Regions from separate parts of the Sus scrofa genome. Here region 1 is linked to region 2. The links are chromatin contacts, called in public Hi-C maps. All regions are on one chromosome and are shown on one strand. The core of a region is the stretch at or near the end of the contact, and the rest is flanking DNA. Distances in the headings are between cores, read along the strand shown.

The links. A called contact is a pair of places that touch in the nucleus more often than the background predicts.
Region 1: a Hi-C map of liver shows a contact between it and region 2, with 2.3 times the contacts expected there. The contact joins the promoter of SERP2 here to the enhancer-like site in region 2. A contact is called at or near these places in 2 of 5 promoter capture datasets (fetal liver and liver), 13 of 47 Hi-C or Micro-C datasets (alveolar macrophages, embryonic fibroblasts, epiblast stem cells and 8 more) and 1 of 2 datasets of contacts at active chromatin or transcription factors (skeletal muscle).

The regions. Positions count from the first base shown.
Region 1 is chr11:22,696,709-22,702,519 of Sscrofa11.1, reverse strand. It overlaps SERP2 (stress-associated endoplasmic reticulum protein 2), which reads left to right and starts at 1,625. Exons shown (of 4, transcript XR_002336679.1): 1 at 1,625-2,287.
Region 2 is chr11:22,641,582-22,647,580 of Sscrofa11.1, reverse strand. All of the region lies in intron 2 of LOC110255816 (a long non-coding RNA gene), which reads left to right. Among named protein-coding and RNA genes, the nearest start is that of SERP2, 56 kb to the left of the region's middle. Within about 2 kb of position 2,145, at least 10 of the 83 cell types and tissues checked have an H3K27ac peak or open chromatin away from gene starts, as enhancers often do. A contact at or near this core is called in liver, where this site is marked.

The DNA.
Region 1 (5,811 bases), core at 376-2,875, 55 kb before region 2:
AGGAGTTCCCACTGCAGCTCAGTGGGATTGGTGGCATCTTGGAAGTGCCAGGACCCAGGTCCTATCCCCAGCCCGGCACAGTGAGTTAAGGATCCGGCATGGCCACAGCTGTGGCTTAGGTCACACCTGTGGCTCGGATCTGATCCCTGGCCTGCGAATTCCATATGCCACAGGGTGGCCAAAAAAGAAAAAAAAAAAAAAAAAGTCTGGCACTGAAGTTGGGCTTTCTTGGTTTCTGGTCCTGTAATAATGCTGGTGGTGGTGGTGGTAATGGTTAAGCCGGTGGAAACTACTTTGGAAACTTAACTGACCTTTAGAAAAAGAATAATCGGACTTTATTAATGATGACCAGATTTATTCATTAGCTTCTGACTTCTGGGTTACCCAAAGCAGCCCCAGTCTATATGACAGTTCGAATGACAAGAAGTGGGAGGGGCATGAGGATGAGCTTGGTAAAATAAAGGACCCCCAGGAGTTCCTCATGTGGCGCAAGAGGTTCAGAGGTATCTTGGAAGCACTGGGATGCAAGTTCGATTCCCGGCTCGGCTCAACGAATTAAGAATCCTGTGTTGTTGCATCTCTGGCTTAGGTCTCAACTGTGGCTTGGACCCCATTCCTGGCCCAGGAGCTCCATGTGCCACAGGGCAGCCAACAATGGGGGAAAAAAAGGACCCTCAAAAGAGAAAAGGAGTGCTCCCTCATTGACACACCCCATAATATTCTGCAGATGCCACAGACGCCTTGATAGACCCAGGAAGGACCACCAGGGTGAATTAGCCAAAGCTGGTCTAAGTCCCAGCATCCTTCCCATGGCTCCAAATCTTCCAGGCTAAAGTTTCCTCTTTTCTTCTTAGCCCTCCTGTTTTTTCGTTTTGTTTTGTTTTGGTCTTTTCTATGGCTGCACCCTCGGCCTATGGAGGTTCCTGGGCCAGGGGTCTAATCAGAGCCGTAGCTGCCGGCCTATGCCAGAGCCACAGCAACATGGGATCTGAGCCTACATCACAGCTCACGACAACGCTGGATCCTTAACTTACTGAGCGAGGCCAGGGATCGAACCCACAACCTCATGGCTTATAGTCAGATTCCTTAACCACTGAGCCACCACGGGAACTCCCCTCCTGCGCTTCTAAGAGTTCACTCCCATCCATTCAGCACATGGAAAAGTGAGGGTGAACTTCTTTTTCTCCTGCCCCCACACTAGACAATCTGTAGGGCCTGGTACCAATGTTTGCGAGTCAGGGAAACATCTGTTTTTATCCCTGTCGCCCAGGGCAACTCCCAGCTCATACTCCTCGGGACAAGGGTGGCTGGAGGAGGTCCCAGGCGCCCCAGGTGGGTGGGGAGCCAAAGCTGGTCAAAGCTCCCCACCTCGGGGCAGTGATACCAAATGCCACAGGGGCCGCAGGCGCAAGGCCTTCCTCCACTGTTCACTCAGATGTGGCGCTGGCCCGTCTTCCGTGTAACCCCCGCACGGACCCGGGCAGCAAGGCCCATCCCCACTCCATCCTCCTCACGCCTTCATCTCCATCCCTGGGGAGACCCAGCCCTCTGTGCAGCGCTTGGGAAATCTCCCGCCGCCGTGGCCTTCCTTGCGCAGGCCCTACCCCAGGGCGGGCCCAGGCCTGCCCTTGTTCAACTTGTCTTTTGAGGACCCCCGGACCGCCGCCTCCAGCCCAGCCCTCAGCCACCGGGCAGCGGTGCGGGCAGACGGCGCGACCCGGCTCGGAGGGCGGCCGCCCCAATCCCTTCCCCAGGCCTCGGTGGGCCCCAGGCCGAGAAGCCCGCACGCACAAAGCCCGGGGCCGCCGGAACCCTCGGCCCCGCTGCGTTCGGCCGCTGGATCCGGACACGTCCGGGGCCCCGGGCCCGAGCGCCTCGGCGCGCTGCGCTCCGGCCGCCGGTGCAGGGAGAACGCGCCGCAGCGCCTGCCACGGGGCCGCGCCGGTTAGGTAGCTGGGGGGACCGGAAGGATGGCGAGGAAGTAGGAGAGGGTTTCCTGAGATGAAAGATTACTTCCGTCCGGGCTCTGGCCTCTCTCTGGAGCTGGCTCGTTGGGGGCTGGGGAGCGGGGTGCGCGGGGCTCAGGGGCCGCGCCTTGCCACCTGCAGCGCCCGGGGCGAGCGGGACGCGCTCGGCCGCGTCCGGGGCTCACGCGGGGGAATCCTTGCAGTGGGAGTCGAGAACATTTCCTAGCGCCCGAGCCATGGTGGCCAAACAGCGGATCCGGATGGCTAACGAGAAGCACAGCAAAAACATCACCCAGAGGGGGAACGTAGCCAAAACCCTGGTAAGGCGGGGGCGGCGCTGACCCGGCGGCCGGGGCCAGGGCAGGGCGGGGCGGGGCGGGCTCAGGGCCTCGGGCGGGCGCAAGACCGGCCTCCCCCTCCTCCGGGCCCAGGGGCCCCCTTTCCCCGGAGGTCGAGCGAGGTGGGGGTTCCGGTGAGGCCGCTCAGGCAGCTCCGGCTTGTGCTCTCTGTGCGCGGAGAGGGTCCTGGTTGGCCGTGGCCCCTCTGAGAGTGGCTGCTTGGGGTCCCAAGGAGGCGCAGAAGGGTCCCCCCCCCCCCCAGAGGATCCGGCCTACGCCTCTGGGAAAGATGGAAAGTCACATCCTTAAGGGAACAATTAAGCCAATTGCTTGACACAGGGGCCTGAAACCTAGAAGGTGCTGGATCGGATACTTGAATGAATGGATGAATGAATGAATGAATGAATGATTAAAGGGAGGCCATTTGCCATATTCCTTCCCAGGCTTCATACCCCTCCCCACCATCCCCAACAAGCACACTATAATAAGGTTTTCTTTCCAGAGCCTTTGTAGTGGTCTCCCGGTATAAATCAGGAATGGGAATGAGATTCAGGCTTATTCCTTGATCCTCCACTTTTGCCTCTTCTTCAGTGAGGCCTCTCACCACTGGGCTAAAGTTTAAAAGCTACATTCCTCTTGGTCACGCCGTGAAGTCCTCCCGAGGGGATGATCGAGAACTTTAGAGACTAGTTTGTTGCCAGCATCCAAGGCCTCCCCAGCTGTAGATTCAAGCTTTATAATAACTTTTAAGTAAAATCTGTGCCTTGGACAGAGGTATATTTGTGTGCGTTTGGCTTGGTTTGGTTGTTGTTTTGCTTTTGTGTTTTTGTTTTTGTTTTTTAGCAAAAATGATCGTCCACAGAAAATCCAGAATTCTGGACATTTCAAAGGCAGGCCTCGAATGAGTTGTTGGGTAGTGTTGGCCTCCAAGAGTATGAGCAAGTCTCCTGGAATCTGTTATCCCAGACACTTCAGTGGAAGTTCAGCTGAAGCCTGGGATTTGGTTGGAAAAGCTTGCAGACCTGATGAGGCAATTGTTTTTAGCCACGGACATGATGCCGGTTTGATTAACTGAGCAAAAAGCTGGATCTGCAATCACCATCCCAGAATTCTAGCAGAACCAAGCAGTACTATGGCAGGGAAACTAACTGTAGGATCAAATTTGGATCTAGAAGTTCCCATCGCGGCGCAGTGGAAACGAATCTGACTAGGAACCATGAGGTTGCGGGTTCGATCCCTGGCCTTGCTCAGTGGGTTAAGGATCCGGTGTTGCCGTGAGCTGTGGTGTGGATCACAGACGGGGCTCGGATCTGGCATTGCTGTGGCTCTGGTGTAGGCTGGCAGCAACAGCTCCGACTAGAACCCTAGCCTAGGAACCTCCATATGCCGCTGGTGCAGCCCTAAAAGGACAAAGACAAAAAAAAAAAAAAAAAAAATGGCTCTATATACACAGCTCCATGCTTAAGTTGTGCTGGAAATTCTCTCATTTGAGAGAGTGTTTAGTTGAGACTGAGCAACAAAATGCCAATATCCATTGAATTAGCACCACATTTCACACAGATTTGTGTTTTCCCTATTTTTACTCAGAAAAAAAAAAAAACTTGCTGCCCAGATTAATGCTAAAAACCAATTTTTAATAAATATGAAAGCAGTCAGGGTTTGTATCCCTAAGTGCTATGGAGAATCAGCTATGCCCAGGATATCATACAGACTAGCTAATTTCCAAAAACTTCTAATTCTGAGGTTCTTTTTAATGAACTAAAAAAACCAGAGTTCAGTTGTTAAATGAACTCAGTAGGTGACTTAACTGACTGCAAAAATAACAACCAAATGGAAACTATTTGCCGAGCTGTTTTGCCCACTGGGCTTGGCAAAATCAGTTTCTGTCACCTGCAGGTTTTCAAGACCACTAGAAAATGGTTGGGGCCTGAAACAAAAAATATTGGTTCCAAAATAAGAGAAGAAAATGGAAAAATTGGAGCAAAAGCTGTTTAAATGTCTAGATAATGAAGTCAACTCAACCGCAGTTCAACTCAACTCAACTCTCAAAGATACTTTCAAATTGCGTTTAATGTATGGTATGAGTGGATTTTAATGAGTTCTGATATTCCATGGAGTGGGCTCTTCAAAAGTGCCTGGCGCCTCGGAGGGTTTTTAAATGTTTCCACTAACTTTGTAATGAAAGGTCTCCAAACCATGCCACACTGTATGTTTAGTTTCCCTTGGTTAGAAAGGCTTCGGGATTAACTTTATTGTAAATGGATCAGCATCCAAAAAGAAAAATGAAATTCTCTTTCAAAAAGGAACAGTTTAAATCCTAAATCTCCTTTTCCTGATCACAGATCAAACATGGTTATACTTTGAAAGAAGTCATTTGCAAGGGGTAACTTGTTCAGAATGAAATTCAATAAATGCAGACATATGAAGAGAGTCTACCTGAAAATTTAGACTAAGCATTCAGAAACGAATTCATTTTAATTGTATGCAAATGCTTCGGTATTTCCTGATTAGCTTACAGCCTTGGAGTGAATCAATATTGTTCTTCCAGATAACAGAAAAATCCAAGAAATGGAGAACGAGACGAATCATTTCATGATTATACAGGAGTAACTTCTCCAGAATGAAGGGGCAATTTAAATTTCAGAGTTCTGGAGTTCCCGTGGTGGTTTAGTGGGCTAAGAACCTGACATAGTGTCCATGAGGATGCAGTTCCGATCCCTGGCCTCTCCCAGTGGGTTAAGTATCTGGTGGTGCTGCAAGCTGCAACTTAGGTCAAAGATGCAGCTTGGATCTTGTGTGGCTGTGGCTGTAGCATAAACCTCAGCTGCAGCTCTGATTCAACCCCTAGCCTGTGAACTTCCATATGCCGCAGGTACAACCGTAAAAAGGAAAAAAAAAAAAAAAGAAAGAAAGAAAGAAAGACCTTTGGACCTTAGGAACTGTCAGTGTAGACTGGTCTCTTCTTGAAGGTAATAGATAAATAAATAAATAAAAGCTAAATAAATAAATTTATTTCAGAGTTCAGAGTTATCCTGCTGGGAGCTTATTTCCAAGAAAGCCATCCCCTGACCTTTTGGAGCCCAGGGAATAGCAAACTCCTGCTGGAAATGAACCATGTCATTTGCAGGATTCTGCTCTTTTCTCACCTTTCCCAGCAATAGATTCAGGCTTAGGTGCATTGTCCGAACAGATTTGTGCTGGGCACCACTTCCAAAAAAGAATGACTCAGAGCCTTCAAAAAAGGATACACTGGTCTTATGACCGGCTGAGGTGTTCTTGGGCTCTGAAAGTCCTCACAGAATATTGGTTCACTGGAGTTCCCATTGTGGCTCAGCGGAAACGAATCTGACTAGCATCCATGAGGATGCAGGTTCGATCCCTGGCGTCGCTCAGTGGATTAAGGATCTGGCATTGCTATGGCTGTGGTGTAGGCTGGTGGCTACAGCTCGATTCAGCCCTGAGCCTGGGAATCTCCATATGCAGTGAGTGCAGCCCTTAAAAAAAAA
Region 2 (5,999 bases), core at 896-3,395:
ACATGGTGGTCCTTCTATCAGACATAAATTTCACCATATGTGTCCTGGAAAATGGGTGTCTTTAGCTGAATCACATACGAAACGCCCCCTACAAGAGCTTGAGGAACCCAAGCAGAGCACACAGAGAAAAGAGAGCCATGGTAATCCCACATGCAAGGATGACAACTGTTATCCTGAGTATTTCTGGCACTTTCCATGAATCTGTGTCTCAGCGCTCCCAACTGCCACCCAACTGCCATACTCTTTTCTTTTTCTTTTTTTTTTTTTTCTTTTTTGTCTTTTTAGGGCTGCACCCTCAGCATATGGAAGTTCCTGGCTAGGGGTTGAATCAGAACTGCAGCTGCTGGCCTACGTCACAGCCACAGCAATGCCAGATCCAAGCCACATCTTTGACCTACACCACAGCTCATGAATCCTTAACCCACTAAGCGAGGCCAGGGATCGAACCCACATCCTCATGGCTAGTCAGGTTCATTACTGTCGAGCCATGATGGGAACTCCCCCATCTGCCATACTCTTTTGGTTCCAGCGACATTTGGTTTTGCCCTCTTGGCAATACATTGGGAATGAGTACTTCTGGTTTCTGTTTTCTGTTTTTGATTGATTTTTAATTTTGCTATTGCGTAAGATGTTTAATTTTGCTATTGTGTAAGACACTGATAAACATTTTTACATATCTTTTTTTTTCTTTTTTTTAATGGCTGCATCCGAGGCATGTGGAAGTTCCCTGGCCAGGGATTCAATTCCAGCCACAACTTCAACCTATGCCGCAGCAGTGGCAATGCCTGATCCTTTAACTCAGGATCGAACCTGAGCCTCCACAGTGATCCCAGCCCCTCAGATTCCTAACGCACTGCACCACGACGAGAACTCCTACATATATTTATAAAAAGAATATACTCATTTTCTTAAGAAAAAATTTTTAGCGGAGGGATTGCTGGATTAAAGTATATGCATGGGGAGTTCCTGTCGTGGCTCAGCGGAAATGAATCTGACGAGGAACCATGAGGTTTCTGGTTCAATCCATGGCCTTGCTCGGTGGGTTAAGATCCAGCGTTGCCATGAGCTGTGGTGTAGGTCACAGATGTGGCTCGGATCTGGCATTGCTGTGGCTGTGGTGTGGGCTGGCAGCTGTAGCTCCAATTAGACCCCTAGCCTGGGAACCTCCATATGCCCTGGGTGCAGCCCTAAAAGGTAAAAAGACAAAAAAAAAAAAAAAAAAAAAAGTATATGCACGTAGTTAGGGTTTCAGATACTATTGCCAAAGTGCCCTGCAAAGTGTTCCCATCATGGCTCAGGAACCCGACTAGTTAACGAACCCGACTAGTATCCATGAGGACTCAGGTTTGATCCCTGGTCCCATTCAGTGGGTTAAGGATCCAGTTCTGCCGTGAGCTGTGGTGTAGGTCACAGATGTGGCTCGGATCCCGCTTTGCTCTGGCTGTGGTGTAGGCCTACAGCTACAGCTTCAATTGGACCCCGAGCCTGGGAATTTCCATATCCTGCAGGTGCAGTCTTAAAAAGCAAAATATAAAATAAAATATAATATAATATAAAAAGTATACAGCAATAATTATTTCATCCAAAATTCAAAATAGGCAACAATAATTATTCCTTTAAAAAACAATAAACAGTATCTTTCGACAAGGAAACAGGGGAAAAGTTTGTATTAGTGAAGGATCCACTAGTTTGCCAGCCACAGGAAAACCTAAATTAAACCAGCTTCAGGAATTCTCTCACGGCTCGGAGGGTTAAGGATCTGGTGTTGCCACTGCCGTGGCTTGGGTCACTGCTGTGGCTTGGGTTCGAACCCTGGCCCGGGAACTTCCGCATGCCATGGGTGCAGCCAAAAAAGAAAAAACAAAAGTGAAACCAGCTTCAGAGGAAAGAGTCATGTTCAGGGGTAGATCTGTCTCTAAATCTAGTTGAATGCAGGGTTCAACTGATGTCACAAAGATTCTCGTCTCGGCCCGGCCTTCTTTAGGCTGTCTCATTGTCTGGACCCACTCGGTGGTTCCTGCAGGCGCCCTAAGCTTTCTGCTCATGGCTGTGGCACTGCAAGCATTTCATGTGCACACTGCTGAGCCCAGCAGAGAGAGCCCGGGGCAAGATTCTGCTTCCTTTGAGGGCTAAAGTTCACTCTGACTAAACTAGGCTGCATCACCCTGGCCGGGGGAGGGACAGCTGTCAAGCAGGGCCATTTCGGTTGCCGCCTTGGGGTTTCCCAGAGGAAGGATGAAGAATGAATGCTGGGCAGCCAGCAGCAGTGTTCCAACACCTTATCTCAAAACAAACGTGGATCAAGACCAAATATCTCCTCGGAGCCGTGACTCTTCCGCCTTCAGTTCCCCACCTCCCAGACAAAATGAATTCTCCACGCTGCTTTGCTCCACGACACTTCAGTGTATGATGATATTGAAAGATATCGTCTTTCATATCATAATAATTCTCTTGTTTTTTTTTATGGCCACACCCATGGCATGTGGAAGTTCCTGGGCCAGGGATTGAGTCCAATCCACAGCTGCAACCTATGCTGAAGCTGCAGCAATGCCAGATCCTTTAACGCACTGCACCTGGCTGGGGATCAAACCTGTGCCTATGCAGTGACCCAGTCAGGTTCTTAACTCACTGAGCCACAGGAGGAACTCCTAGAATAATTGGTGGGGTTTTTTTTTTTGTTTTTTTTTGTTTGTTTGTTTGTTTGTTTGGTCTTTATGGGGCTGCACCTGCGGCACATGGAGGTTCCCAGGCGAGGGGTCGAATCAGAGCTGTAACAACCTGCCTACACCATAGCCACAGCAACTGGGGATCTGAGCCACATCCCCAACCTGCAACACTGGATCCTTAACCCGCTGGGAGAAGCCAGGGATGGAATCCACATCCTCATGGATATTAGTTGGGTTTGTTACCACTGAGCCACAACAGGAACTCCCAAAATTCTTAATATCGTCTGCCTCTGCCACTGGACTGGGGCACCTCAAAGGCAGAAATGTTTTCAGTGTTTTGCCCACAGGACATAGGGGGGCTCCCAATGGTTGGCACATTGTGGGTGCTTAATAAATATGGTGGATTTTATGAATGAATGAAGAGTGGCCCCCTCTCTAAAATCATATTATTCTCAAGGGATGGCTTTTCGGAGTCAAGTGGCAGGGATATTGGCATAAGAAAGGTAGCTGTCTCACTCATGGATGCTGTGGTCTATCTGGTGCCATGCTGGTGCCATGCTGGACAGGAGGAAGGGGGGCTACTTGCCTTCGTATTGTACACTCACCTGCAAACCCTCCCTGACTCTGTGCATACCTACTCTTCCCTTCGTAGTGTGAAATTCCCTTATAAGGACACACAAGGCCACTGAACCCTGCTAGCCAAGTAGATTGACAGGCCTGGGAGACTTGGGGGCAGGCTGTTATCTACCACTGTTTTTTGAGGAAATAGGATCCACAGGCCAGCCCTGACCAGCACTGCCACATGCACCCCTCTCCGGGTACACATGGGGGGTGGGACAGAATGCCAGCACTGGGGGAGCCCCTGGGCAGTACCGGGCCCCAGATGTGCTCCATGGGGGGCTGGGGCTGCCTGGCTTTGGAAGAGGCCAAGATGGTGGCTACAAGCTTTGACCTTGGTGTCAGACAGACCTGGTTTGCATCACACTTATCAGCTCTTTTACACTTGACCCTGATATGGGGTGGTACCTTCCTCACAGGGCTGGCACGAAGAACATAGGAGGTACTGTATTTCAAGTGCTTGGCACACAGTCAGCTATGACACAGGCAATGACAGTAATGACAAACAGGTTCCATTCTCCCCCCCCCCAAAAAAAGGCTGCAGATCTTCATGCTGAGGCCAAGTTCAATCATTTCACATCGATGAATGAAAAAGCGCAATTCAGCTCCTTTCCCACAGCTTGGATCTATGAAGCAAAAGAACATCCGAGAGATAACAGAACAGGTTCTAGTTCTTTTCTTCCTTAAGAGTTCAAATGACGTGAAACTTAAAAACAGAGTCAAAGGAGTTCCCGCCGTGGCGCAGTGGTTAACGAATCCGACTAGGAACCATGAGGTTGCGGGTTCGGTCCCTGCCCTTGCTCAGTGGGTTAACGATCCAGCGTTGCCGTGAGCTGTGGTGTAGGTTGCACACGCGGCTCGGATCCCGCGTTGCTGTGGCTCAGTGACTACAGCTCGGATTCAACCCCTAGCCTGGGAACCTCCATGTGCCGAGGGAGCGGCCCAAGAAATAGCAAAAGGGAAAAAAAAAAAAAAAAAAGAGTTAAAATGATTTAAGCCACCGGTGTGGGGGTGTGGGTGTGGCCCAAACTCTCTGTGACAACACGTCAGAGACCAGCTCTGGTCAGCAGAGCTGGATATGGCCCAGGGATCACCAGATGGTGACTCTGAACTTAGCTGACTCCTTTGCTCTGTGGGAAGAAATCCCTGGCCCACTATTCTCCAAAGCTCCAGCCTCCTGCCTCTGGAAGGTTTCCTTGCCCGGTATCCTCCATGTAAGAGTCTGAGGGTTGTTTGAAGGTTTCAACGTTTTGTTGTAGTAGTTGTTGTTATTGATTTTGTTTATTTGTTTTTCTTTTTTTTTTTTTTTTCCTGCTTTTTAGGGCCACACCTGCCGCATATGGAAGTTCCCAGGCTAGGAGTCCAATCAGAGCTGCAGCTGCCAGCCGGCACCACAGCCACAGCAACACCAGATCCGAGCCACATCTGTGATTTACATCACAGCTCATGGCAACACCGGATCCTTAACCCACTGAGCGAGGCCAGGGATCGAACCTGCGTCCTCATGGTTCCTAGTCAGATTCGTTTCCGCTGCACCACGATGGGACTCCAAGACTGTATTTAATTCTTGGTCTCACCTAGCTCTATCAGTTCATGGGGGAGCACCCGGAAGCCATCTGAAACCAAAGGCATCTGGGAGACTCTGGATCCTGGATCCTGTGTTTGTGGAAGGGGTGGAGCACCTTGTTTAACTGAAAGGTCTTAATGGGACTTTACTGCCTTTGAGTCTTATTTTCAACTCTTTGGGATTTAGAAGCAAAGGCTTTTCCAACACCAGATAGCAGTCCGTTTCTGTACATTTTATTTCCCTTCCCTTGTATTTGCAAACTGGGCTCTTTCCTGACCACTATAATTATTCTTTATTTTAAACTTTTTAAATTATAGTTGATTTACAATGTTCTGTCAATTTCTGCTATACAGGAAAGTGACCCAGTCATATCTATATATACATTCTTTTTCTCTTTATCCTCCATCATGTTCCATGCCAAGGGATTAGATATAGTTCTTTGTGCTGTACAGCAGGATCTCATGGCTTATCCATTCCAAATGTTTTTCGGAAAGTCTTTGTGAAACACCAGGAGGCGTCGTCCAGCTGTGTGTCCAAATAGAAGAGGAAATGGGATCTAGGGAAACCAGCTTGTCCCAGTTTGCCTGTGACTCTCCCGGTTTTAGCACTGGGAGTCCCACTTCCCGGAAATGCCCTCGATCCAGGACAAACCAGTAGAGCAGCTCCCCCTCAGGTCTCCATCTCCCTCTCTCCTGTTTTCATGGTCCCCTACGTGGGCATTGAAACAAACCACCATCCGGGCAGGTTTGAATGTCCTCGACCCCGTAGGGCAGGTTGTTTTCTTGAAAGAGATGCTCTTCCTGGAAATGTGGGGCACCTGTGATGTACCCCTATGGAGCATGCACATCTGCAAACACCGCCTTTGACTTTGAATGAGTCAGTTAGAAAACGAAGTGGAGGGCGTTACACTGTACCCTGGGGAATTGCTACCAACCCAACCACAGTTCTTAAGAGAACACCCAGAAATAGTTTTGCCCCAGGATTTATGTGAAAAGGAATAAAGAAGGAGCCATTCTGGACTTCCCTGGTGGCTCAGGGCGTTAAGGATCTGGTGTTGTCACTGCTGTGGCGTGGGTTCAATCCTTGGCCCAGGAACTTCCACATGCTGGAGCAGGGCAAAAAAAAAAAAAAAAAAAAAAAAAGAGGGG